2 separate regions of the Sus scrofa genome follow, and region 1 is linked to region 2. Evidence: chromatin contacts called from public promoter capture Hi-C data. All regions are on one chromosome and are shown on one strand. Each heading gives the region's core, a stretch centred on a gene start, on an enhancer-like site or on the middle of the called end of the contact. The rest is flanking DNA. Distances are from core to core; before and after follow the strand shown. Region 1 holds the start of SPZ1 (spermatogenic leucine zipper protein 1). Region 2 holds the start of PAPD4 (poly(A) RNA polymerase GLD2).

Region 1 (4,614 bases), core at 1,316-3,815, 690 kb after region 2:
TAGGGCTGTACCTGCAACACATGGACGTTTCCAGGCTAGGGGTGGAATTGAACTACAGCTGCTGGCCTGTGTCACAGCCACAGCAATTCAGGATCCAAGCTGTGTCTGCAACCTATACCACAGCTTACAACAAAGCCAGATCCCTGACCCACTGAGCAAGGCCAGGGATCAACTGGAATCCTTCAGGAGACTAGTGGAATGCATTTCCTCTGCACCACAAAGGGAACTCCATGATTTATGTTTCTGTTAAGGAAAACTGGTTTTAAAAAGAGAGAAAATTCTATGCAAGTTTTCTAATAGCTTTTTCTCCTTTTTGCATATTTTTAAAAAGTCACGAAGCTATATGTCACTTAGTAGTTAGCAACAGTAAGACAATCCAAATGTGTTTAACATCCACAGTTATCTACCGGGAGTATGAGTCAATAAAGAAGACCACTCTGATTATCTTTCAGCATCTACGGTAAACTCAAATTTGAGTAAAATCCACCAAAATGTTATTTGAAATGCATTATATTTTTAAGGAGGAAGGATATATTTAAATCTCCCTTTGATAAAAAGAGAATTCTCTTGGTATCTTGACAGGGTCCCTTCAAACCAGTTTCCAGAAAAATCAAAGACAAGTGTATTATCAGATTTATGTCCAAAAGCATCCAAAAACTACAAGCACAAGGAGATAGAGAATGAAGTTTCTTTCAAGTATCCACAAAATACACATGAACACTGATAATCTATTAGGCCAAAGAGAAAATATCAATTCCAAAAGTAGAAATAGGAGTTGCCATTGTGGCACAGTGGAAATGAATCTGACTAACCAAGTGGTGGCAGGTTCCATCCCTGGCCTCACTCAGTAGATTAAGGATCTGGCGTTGCCATGAGCTGTGGTGTAGGTCGCAAGCGAAGCTCAGATCCTGCATTGCTGTGGCTTGGTGTAGGCCAGCAGCTGTAGCTCTGATTTGACTCCTAGCCTGGGAAACTCCATATACCACAGGTGCAGCCCTAAAAAGCAAAAAAAAAAAAAAAAAAAAAAAAAAAAGAAAGAAAGAAATATATTTTCTGATTATAAGACATTTAAACTAAAAATTAATTTTAATTACCAAATCAGGAATAAAAACATTTCTTTGTCTTGGAGAGTTAAAAACTATCTTAAATAATAGCTTGAGTCAAAGGGAAAATATTAAAATGCTGACCAATTTGAAATGGATTTAAAGCATAAGGGCAAACGCTAGCCTCTATGGTATCATTGTGTGGGTTAGAAAAGTGTTTCTTCCTCAAGTGAAAAAAAAGACCAACATTGTTGCATCTGTGGATGGTCACAAGGCCTTGGCTCTGAGCCCAGATGGCTGCAAGATGACACTCAAGGAAACCAAAGTCAAAATGAGTTGGCTGGGAGCTGTGAAAGAAAAAAAAAAACCATAAATTTCTCTAAGGGGAAAAAAAAACCCCAATCCTGCTAGATAATGAATTTCCCCTTAAGATTGGAAGCAAACTTCTTGTTCATATATATATATATATATATATATGAACTTTTTTTTTTTTTTTTGAGGCCGCACCCCCAGCACATGGAAGTTCACAGGCTAGGGGTCAAATTGGAGCTACAGCTGCTGGCCTACACCACAGCCACAGCAATGCAGGATCTGAGCTTCATCTTGCCACCTACACCACCGCTCTCAGTAACACCAGATCCTTAACCCACTAAGTGAGGCCAGGGATTGAGCACACATCTTTATGAATCCTAATCAGGTTCGTTAACCACTGAGCCACAAAGGGAACTCTGTAAACTTTTAGTTAATGAAGTGCCTTGCTAGCAAGATTTTGAAGGCCAAGACAAAGTCTCACCTAAGGAATGTTCCCTTTGATTGAACTTAATATTCTCAAGGTCCTGATTCCTAAAGACAAAGAGAAAAGAGTGCACTAGTTTTGATATTCTTCAGTTACTTCTCTATAAACCTCTACAGGATTTACCTGTCTCAAATACTTTAGGTGAATCATGCCATTTTATTTTGTTTTAAACATTTATTTACTTATTTATGGCTACATTCTTGGCATGTGGTAGTTCCCAAGCCAGGGATGGGACCTGTGTCATGGCAGCAATCCAAGCCACTGCAGTGACAATGCCAGATCCTTAACCTGCTGCACCACAGGAGAATTCCCAAACTAGGCTACTTTAAACAAGTTCTTATGAAAAGTAATGAAAGTTATATCCCCTGATATAATCAAATAATTTCGGAGCAAACTTCCTAGGCCAAGAAAAGTCTCAGTTTGTAATTGTGTTGTTAAGAAACCATTTAGATAGTCTCTTCTCATTGCAGCAGAATATTTTTCAAGACTGATTCCTGACATTATTTCCCTAAAATCACAGAAAGGTTGCAGCACTTTTGGGGTCTATTTAATAAGAATGACTTTCTTTTGCAGGAGCAGTTCTAAAACGGGAGCAAGAAGGGTTCCAGGGAGTTCCCAGCGTGGCTCAATGGTAACAAACCTGACTAGTATCCATGATGACTCAGGCTCAATCCCTGGCCTCACTCAGTGGCTTCAGGATCCGGCATTGCCACGAGCTGTGGTGAAGGTCGCAGATCCCGAATTGCTGTGGCTGTGGTGTAGCTGTAGCTCCAATTCAACCCCTAGCCTGGCAACCTCCATATGCTGTGGGTTCAGTCCTAAAAAGGCAAAAGAAAAGGGGGAGAGAGGGTTCCAGGTGGATGAAAGAAGTCCTTACCAGGAAAGACTTCTCTTAGTCATGCACTTAGGCGGTAGAAAAATATCCCATAGTTGAGAATGGATTGTGGGTGATGAGGATGAGGGGAAAGTCACTGAATAGGATGAAAAAGAAAGTCATTGAATGAGATGAACAGAAACCTAGAAAAGGGAGGGAAAGACTGATGCAGAGATCTTTCTGGAGTGGAGAGTACCTCTAGGTTGACTTTGAATCACCAGGTGAGCGTTTAAGAGGCTTTTATTGTGACCCAAAGGAAACAGAATCTGGGGACAGGCCACAATGGTGCAGTGACAGAATAAAGACCTGGTTGCCAGGGGTCGAGAAATAAACCCCAGAAGCCTGGAGGAAGAGAGATGGAGCCCTAGCTCCTGGTCTCCTTTCCCTCCCTCCTTCCCCCTAGGTTTTCTGAGATGTAACCTTCCACCTAAACATCATCTTCCTGGTTTCAGACCTGAACTGTGGTCTCTGATGTCTGCTTGGTTCCACTTTTTTCTACCCATTTGCACAGAGGACCACCACCTTCCCTTTCTGGAATCTCTAAGGTTTTCTGCTTTGCTTGTGCCCTAGTCATCAGCCCAACTACCTCAGCTGAGATGGAAGTGCCCACTCCCTCCCAAACACTTAAGCCTCCCAATCTCAAAGCAGAGTCTTTGGACCCAAAGGTTGTCATTGCCTTATTTGAAATTGGATCACTTCCCCCTGTCTCCTGCAGTCCTCTACCTTCCCCCCCAAATAGTAACCATGAAGCAACTGAACAACGAATTGCAAGGAAATTTGATGATCTCTTAAAAGAAATTAAAGATATTGTTCAAAACATGACAAGTTATGAAGAGAAGGTCAAAGAAACAAAAGAATCTTGGGAGGAAACCAGTATCTCTGAGGATGTATCAGAACTTAAAGAAAAAATCAGAGGACTTGGTAAAATAAATGAAACACTGTTGAAAAAACTGCTTGGTAGTTTGGACCTAGAGAAAGAAAATGCAAAGAAACAGGAGATGATGTCAGAAAAGCAGAACTCCAAGGACACAGTGCAAGGTTTTGCAAAGGATTTGGTAAATTGTTCAGAGGAAAAAAGAGGCCTTTGTGAAACTCACCTAAGTAAGGAAAAAGCAAGGTACGAGCTCCCTCACGTTCAAGAAGAAAATATCAAACTGAAGAACAGCATGGAGCAGTTATTGCAGGAAGCAGACCACTGGAGCATGCAACATACAGAACTTAGTGAACTAATCAAATCCTATCAGAAATCTCAGAAAGACATAAAAACTCTTGAAAATGATGGAGCTAAGTCCCAAACTCAACCAGATAGTGAGACGTCAGCTAAGCATGAGCTGGAAGAACAAGTGAGGAAACTGAAACAAGACACATATTCATTGCATTTGATTGCAGCTTTGCTGGAGAATGAATGTCAAATCTTAGAGCAGAGAGTAGAGCTTCTCAAGGAACTCCATCATCAGAAAGAGGAACCTCTACAAGAGGAGCCAAGTCAAATAGACTGTGAGCCAAACAAGAAAGAACAGAAGCTATCAGAGGCAGAGAAGGTCAAAATATACAAGCAAAACATGCAAAGAATGGAAGGTACATTTCAAAAAGGAGACCAATTCTATAGAAGCCTAGATGCTTGTCATAAAAAGAAAGCTCGTAATAACCTGTTCAATACTCATCTTGCAAGAAGAGCTCTTATAAGAAAAAAGAGGCCAGCCAGCAGCCTAAATTAAAAAAAAATATCAAATGTAGAAGAAAAAGCAATTCTTCAAAAAACTATAGTAGCTCCAGGCATAATCAATCATCAAACCTAGGAGAGACTGTTGGTTCAACCAAGAACTACAGAGCAAGAAGATTAACACAGCATTATTCATTACCTCAGTAGGTACGTAAGTCTGGTCCTCAATGACCATTAC
Region 2 (4,339 bases), core at 1,606-4,105:
TTGCTCTTATAGCAACATGTATTTTCCTTTTCTTGGTTCTCACCATTAAAATTAAATTTTTGTTTTCTTTCTTTTTCTTTCTTCTTTCCTTCCCTCCCTCCTTTCCTTCTTCCCTCCCTTCTTTCTTTTTTTCTGTCTGTCTGTCTTTTTAGGGCTGTGCCCTAGGCATATGAAAGTTCCCAGGCTAGGGGTCTAATCAGAGCTGCAGCTGCTGGCCTACACCACAGCCATGCCAGATCTGAGTCTTTGACCTATACCACAGCTCACGGCAATGCTGGATCCTTACGTTACTGAGCAGGGCCAGGGACTGAATCCTCAAAGATTTGTTACCACTGAACCACAATGGGAACTCCTGAATTTTTGTTTTCTGAATTTGTCAAGGTTATTCTCTCTGCCCCTGTAAGCTACATGAGAGTAGGGACTGTGGTATTTTTGTTTACTACTCCATCCCCAAGATGCCGCAGATGAGATTGCATATAACAGATACAACATAGAATAGTGGTCCTATTTTTATCCATCTCTCTATTCTATTCCACATTACCACATCCAAATCTAGAAATTATAGATGACTCCACATCACAGAAGAGCTCATGATGTCAATCATATGCCAAATATAAAGTTGACAATCACAAAAACCACGTCATCAAAAACTTCAAGTCCCTTTCTGTTGTCATTCTTCCTTGACTCTGTCCCAAAGCTGGGGGTTAAGTGCAGCAGGGGCCAACACTGTGCTAGGGTAGGAGACAATCATACAGTTTTTCTTTCTCAGTCTTAGTCAATAGTGAAATATATTGTTTGATTTTTCAATGTTAATTCAGCCTAGCATTTCTGGGATAAGCCCTCATTTGGGCATATTGTATTATCTTTTTTATACATTGTAGAACATGAATAGCTAGAATTTTGTGAAGAATTGTTGCATTTATGTTTATGAGGCTATTGGCCTGTGGTTTTCTTTTCTTGTAACATCTTGAGTTTGGGTATCAAAGTAGTGCTGACCTTCCAGAATGAACTGGGAAGTCCTTCAATTTCCTGGAGGACTTTTGTAGCATTGGAATTAAAAATAAACCATGTTACTACTAAAAAAGAAAGCCAGAGGTACTATATTAACATCAGATGGAGTACAATTAGGGCAAAAAGTATTACCAGGAAAAAAGGGGGTCATTTATAAAGTGGATCATTTCATAATGACAAAATAATTTTCATATTCAATTTAATTAAGGATAAATTCACCTAAATAATAGAATAATTCTAAATGTTATGCAACTAACAGCAAAGCTTTACAATTCATGAAGCAAGAACTGATAGAACAGCAAAATGAAGTAGAAAAATCCATAATTATAATCAGGGATTTCAGCACTCCTTTCTTAACAATTAATACAATAAGTAGACAGAAAATCAGTAAGTGTGTTCTAAATCCTTCACAGGATTTACATTTGAAGAAATATAAATCAGGCAATGTGATGTGATTGACATTTGTAGAGCATTTAACCCAACAGCTGCAGCATATACATTTATTTTAAATATACACTGAATATTTACCAAGACAGAGCAACAGAACAAGTCTCAATAAATGTAAAATAATTCAAATTTTATGAAGTATGTTCTTTGATAATAATGGGATTAAGTTAGAAATCAACAGAAATATCTTGAAAATCTGATACTTGGAGACTAAGTAACACATAAGTAAACCACAGATCAAAGAAAAAAACTATAGGGAAATTAGAAAGTATTCTGAAATTAAGTAAAATGAAAACACAACATATTAAAATCTGGGAGATGCAGCTAACACAGTACTTTGAGGGAAACTTATACCACTAAGTGCTTGTATTACAAAGAAGAAACATCTCAGATCAATGACCTCAGTTTCCAAGAAATTGGAAAATTAATTTTCAAAACTTCAAAAATAAAAAAAGCAGAAGGAGTTCCAGTCGTGGTGCAGTGGAGGCAGATCCGACTAAGAACCATGAGGTTGCGGGTTCGATCCCTGGCCTCACTCAGTGGGTTAAGGATCCAGTGTTGCCATGAGCTATGGTGTTGGTGGCAGACATGGCTGGGATCTGGCCTTGCTATGGCTCTGATGTAGGCTAGCAGCAACAGCTCTGATTAGACTCCTAGCCTGGTAACCTCCATGTGCCTCGGGTGCAGCCCTAAAAAAAAAAGAAAAAAAAAAAAAGAAAAAAAAAGCAGAAGGAAGCAAACATAATAGCAGAAATCAACACAAGAGAAAAGAAAAAGAAAGGAAATCTATGCACACAAAAGCTGACTTTGAGATCTGAAATCAGTAAATATGCCTTTTGTCAGATTGACAAGAAGAAAAGACACAAATTACAAATACCAGGAATGAGGGAATGAGATGCTATAGATTTAAAAAAGACAGTAAAGGAATATCGTTAACAGATTTCTATGAATAAATTCAACAACTTAGATATCTTCACAACTATTAAAGCTCACTCAAGAAGAAATATTAAATATTTGTTGAATTAGCGAATGTTAGTCATTAACGGGCAGGGAGCTGAGTCTGGGCTTTATAGATGAATAAGGCATGTTTATTCCCAAATAGTTCTCAGTTTATTAATGGGGAAAAAACAAGTAAAGCTTAATATTGGTTAGTGCAGAAGGGTAAGGGAAAACTTGGCCAGGAAATCTTCTCCATGGAGGAGTCAACCGGCTGAGACAGGAAAGACCGGTAAAAAATGATTATCACATTGTGAGCTTGGGCAGTGAGGTGAAGCGAAGCTCCTGGGCTGTACCATCCCTTCCCGTACTCGCGCTCGCAGCTGCCCAGCCGCCTATTCTGGCAGCTAGAATCCCGGCATCTGTGCACCTGCGCACTCGAGCAAAGAGTTCCCGGGAGCGAGCGAGCGAGGCGGCTACCGGAAGTATGACCTCTCTCTCCCTGCTCGCTGTTCCCATCCGGGGTCAGGACGGTCTTCCGGGTGTTTCCGAAGGGGCTTTCTACGCCGCTTTTTTCGGCGACTTTTTGGTCTTCCGTATCTTGCCCCCGAGCTCCCACACCCTTGTTGGCCCTGCCTTTTCTTGGGTCGCTTCTCCCCGACCGCCGAGCCCGGAATTTTGATCGCAATCCGGATCCGCAGCCGGGCCTAGCCACCCCACGCGGGCCACTACTGGCTCGGGCGGAAAGCTGGGACCGAGCGCGCCGGGCCGTCGCTGCTCCGGCCGTGAGGCTCCTGGGCGGGCGGTGCCCGTAGAACGCTTGTGAGTTAGGAGGTTTCAAAGAGGAAAGCAACCTTGTAGGCTCGGGTGGGGGGCGGGACGCCGGGAACTTTTTCTGAAACTGTACTGTTTGGCGTGGGAGGTATCCTAGTCGTATGGGCGGTCCCCAGGCTTCTATACTTTCTGAAGAATCTTAGGAACTCATTTACGTTTTTCATTCCTTTTCCTTTCTCGCACCCCGCTCTCAGTCTAGGACCGAACGAAGAAGATTGTCTTGGGACCCTGCATGGTGTTTGAAAGGGTGGTGAGGAACTAAGGTAAATATCTGGGTCAGTCCTTTAAAATTTAAGACTTCATTAAACGGTTGTGAAATTGCCTCAGTTCTTAGTTTTATGGGGAAAATGCACAGGTTAGGACGCCGTCCGATTGTTGTTTAACCCCTTTATTTTTGCCCCGTTCAGCCTTTATAGGTAGGCTCTTCATCTCTCTTTCTAGGCTAGAACAGGAGGAGTTTATGTGTCTCACAAATTCTGGATTATCCCGGATCCCTGCCTTGTTTGAGGTCTCTCAGCTCTTTGTTTAAAATAGCAGTTGTTTATTTTTATTGGTATACTAAAAGAGTGAACACGAAAGAGAAACTAAAAGTCAAGCTAAAGTGGCAACTTAACAAATGTGTGGTATATGGTTTTGTTTGGAAAGATGATTATTGAAGACCAAGTATGTGTGTTTGTAACTACAGCTATTCTTGTAAATCCCCTCATATTGTATGCTTTATTACCACAAGGCTTTTCACATGGCCTTAACAGCCAGAAGGCTCTTAATATGTACTGCTTAATAGCTAGTAATAGTAATATTACTTTGTTTTTGTGAATAGTCTCAATTTTGTCTGATCAGAAAATGCTCCATGTGGAAGAGACCATTTTCATTTAATTAAGAAATGTCCTTTGGAGTCATATGGCTTGATTATTTTTTAACACTTGAATGGAATCTAATTCTTTTTTTTTTTTTTTTTTTGGCCGAGTTAGGGCTTGTGGCAGTTTCCCCAAGCCAGGGATCAAGGGCTCTAATTCTTTTTTTTTTTTTTTTTTTTTTTTTTTTTTTTTTTTTGTCTTTTTGCCATTTCTTGGGCCGCACCCTTGACATAAGGAGTTTCCCAGGCTAGGGG

Evidence for each region. Promoter capture Hi-C pulls out the DNA fragments that hold promoters and counts their contacts.
Region 1: a promoter capture Hi-C map of liver shows a contact between it and region 2, with 4 times the contacts expected there. The contact joins the promoter of SPZ1 here to the promoter of PAPD4 in region 2. A contact is called at or near these places in 1 of 5 promoter capture datasets (liver) and 2 of 2 datasets of contacts at active chromatin or transcription factors (alveolar macrophages and skeletal muscle).

Annotation. Positions count from the first base shown.
Region 1 is chr2:89,011,631-89,016,244 of Sscrofa11.1, forward strand. It overlaps SPZ1 (spermatogenic leucine zipper protein 1), which reads left to right and starts at 2,566. Exons shown (of 1, transcript XM_005661518.3): 1 at 2,566-4,614. The coding sequence starts at 3,310. The coding sequence ends at 4,431.
Region 2 is chr2:88,325,395-88,329,733 of Sscrofa11.1, forward strand. PAPD4 (poly(A) RNA polymerase GLD2) reads left to right here and starts at 2,856. Exons shown (of 16, transcript XM_003123752.6): 1 at 2,856-3,216; 2 at 3,423-3,491.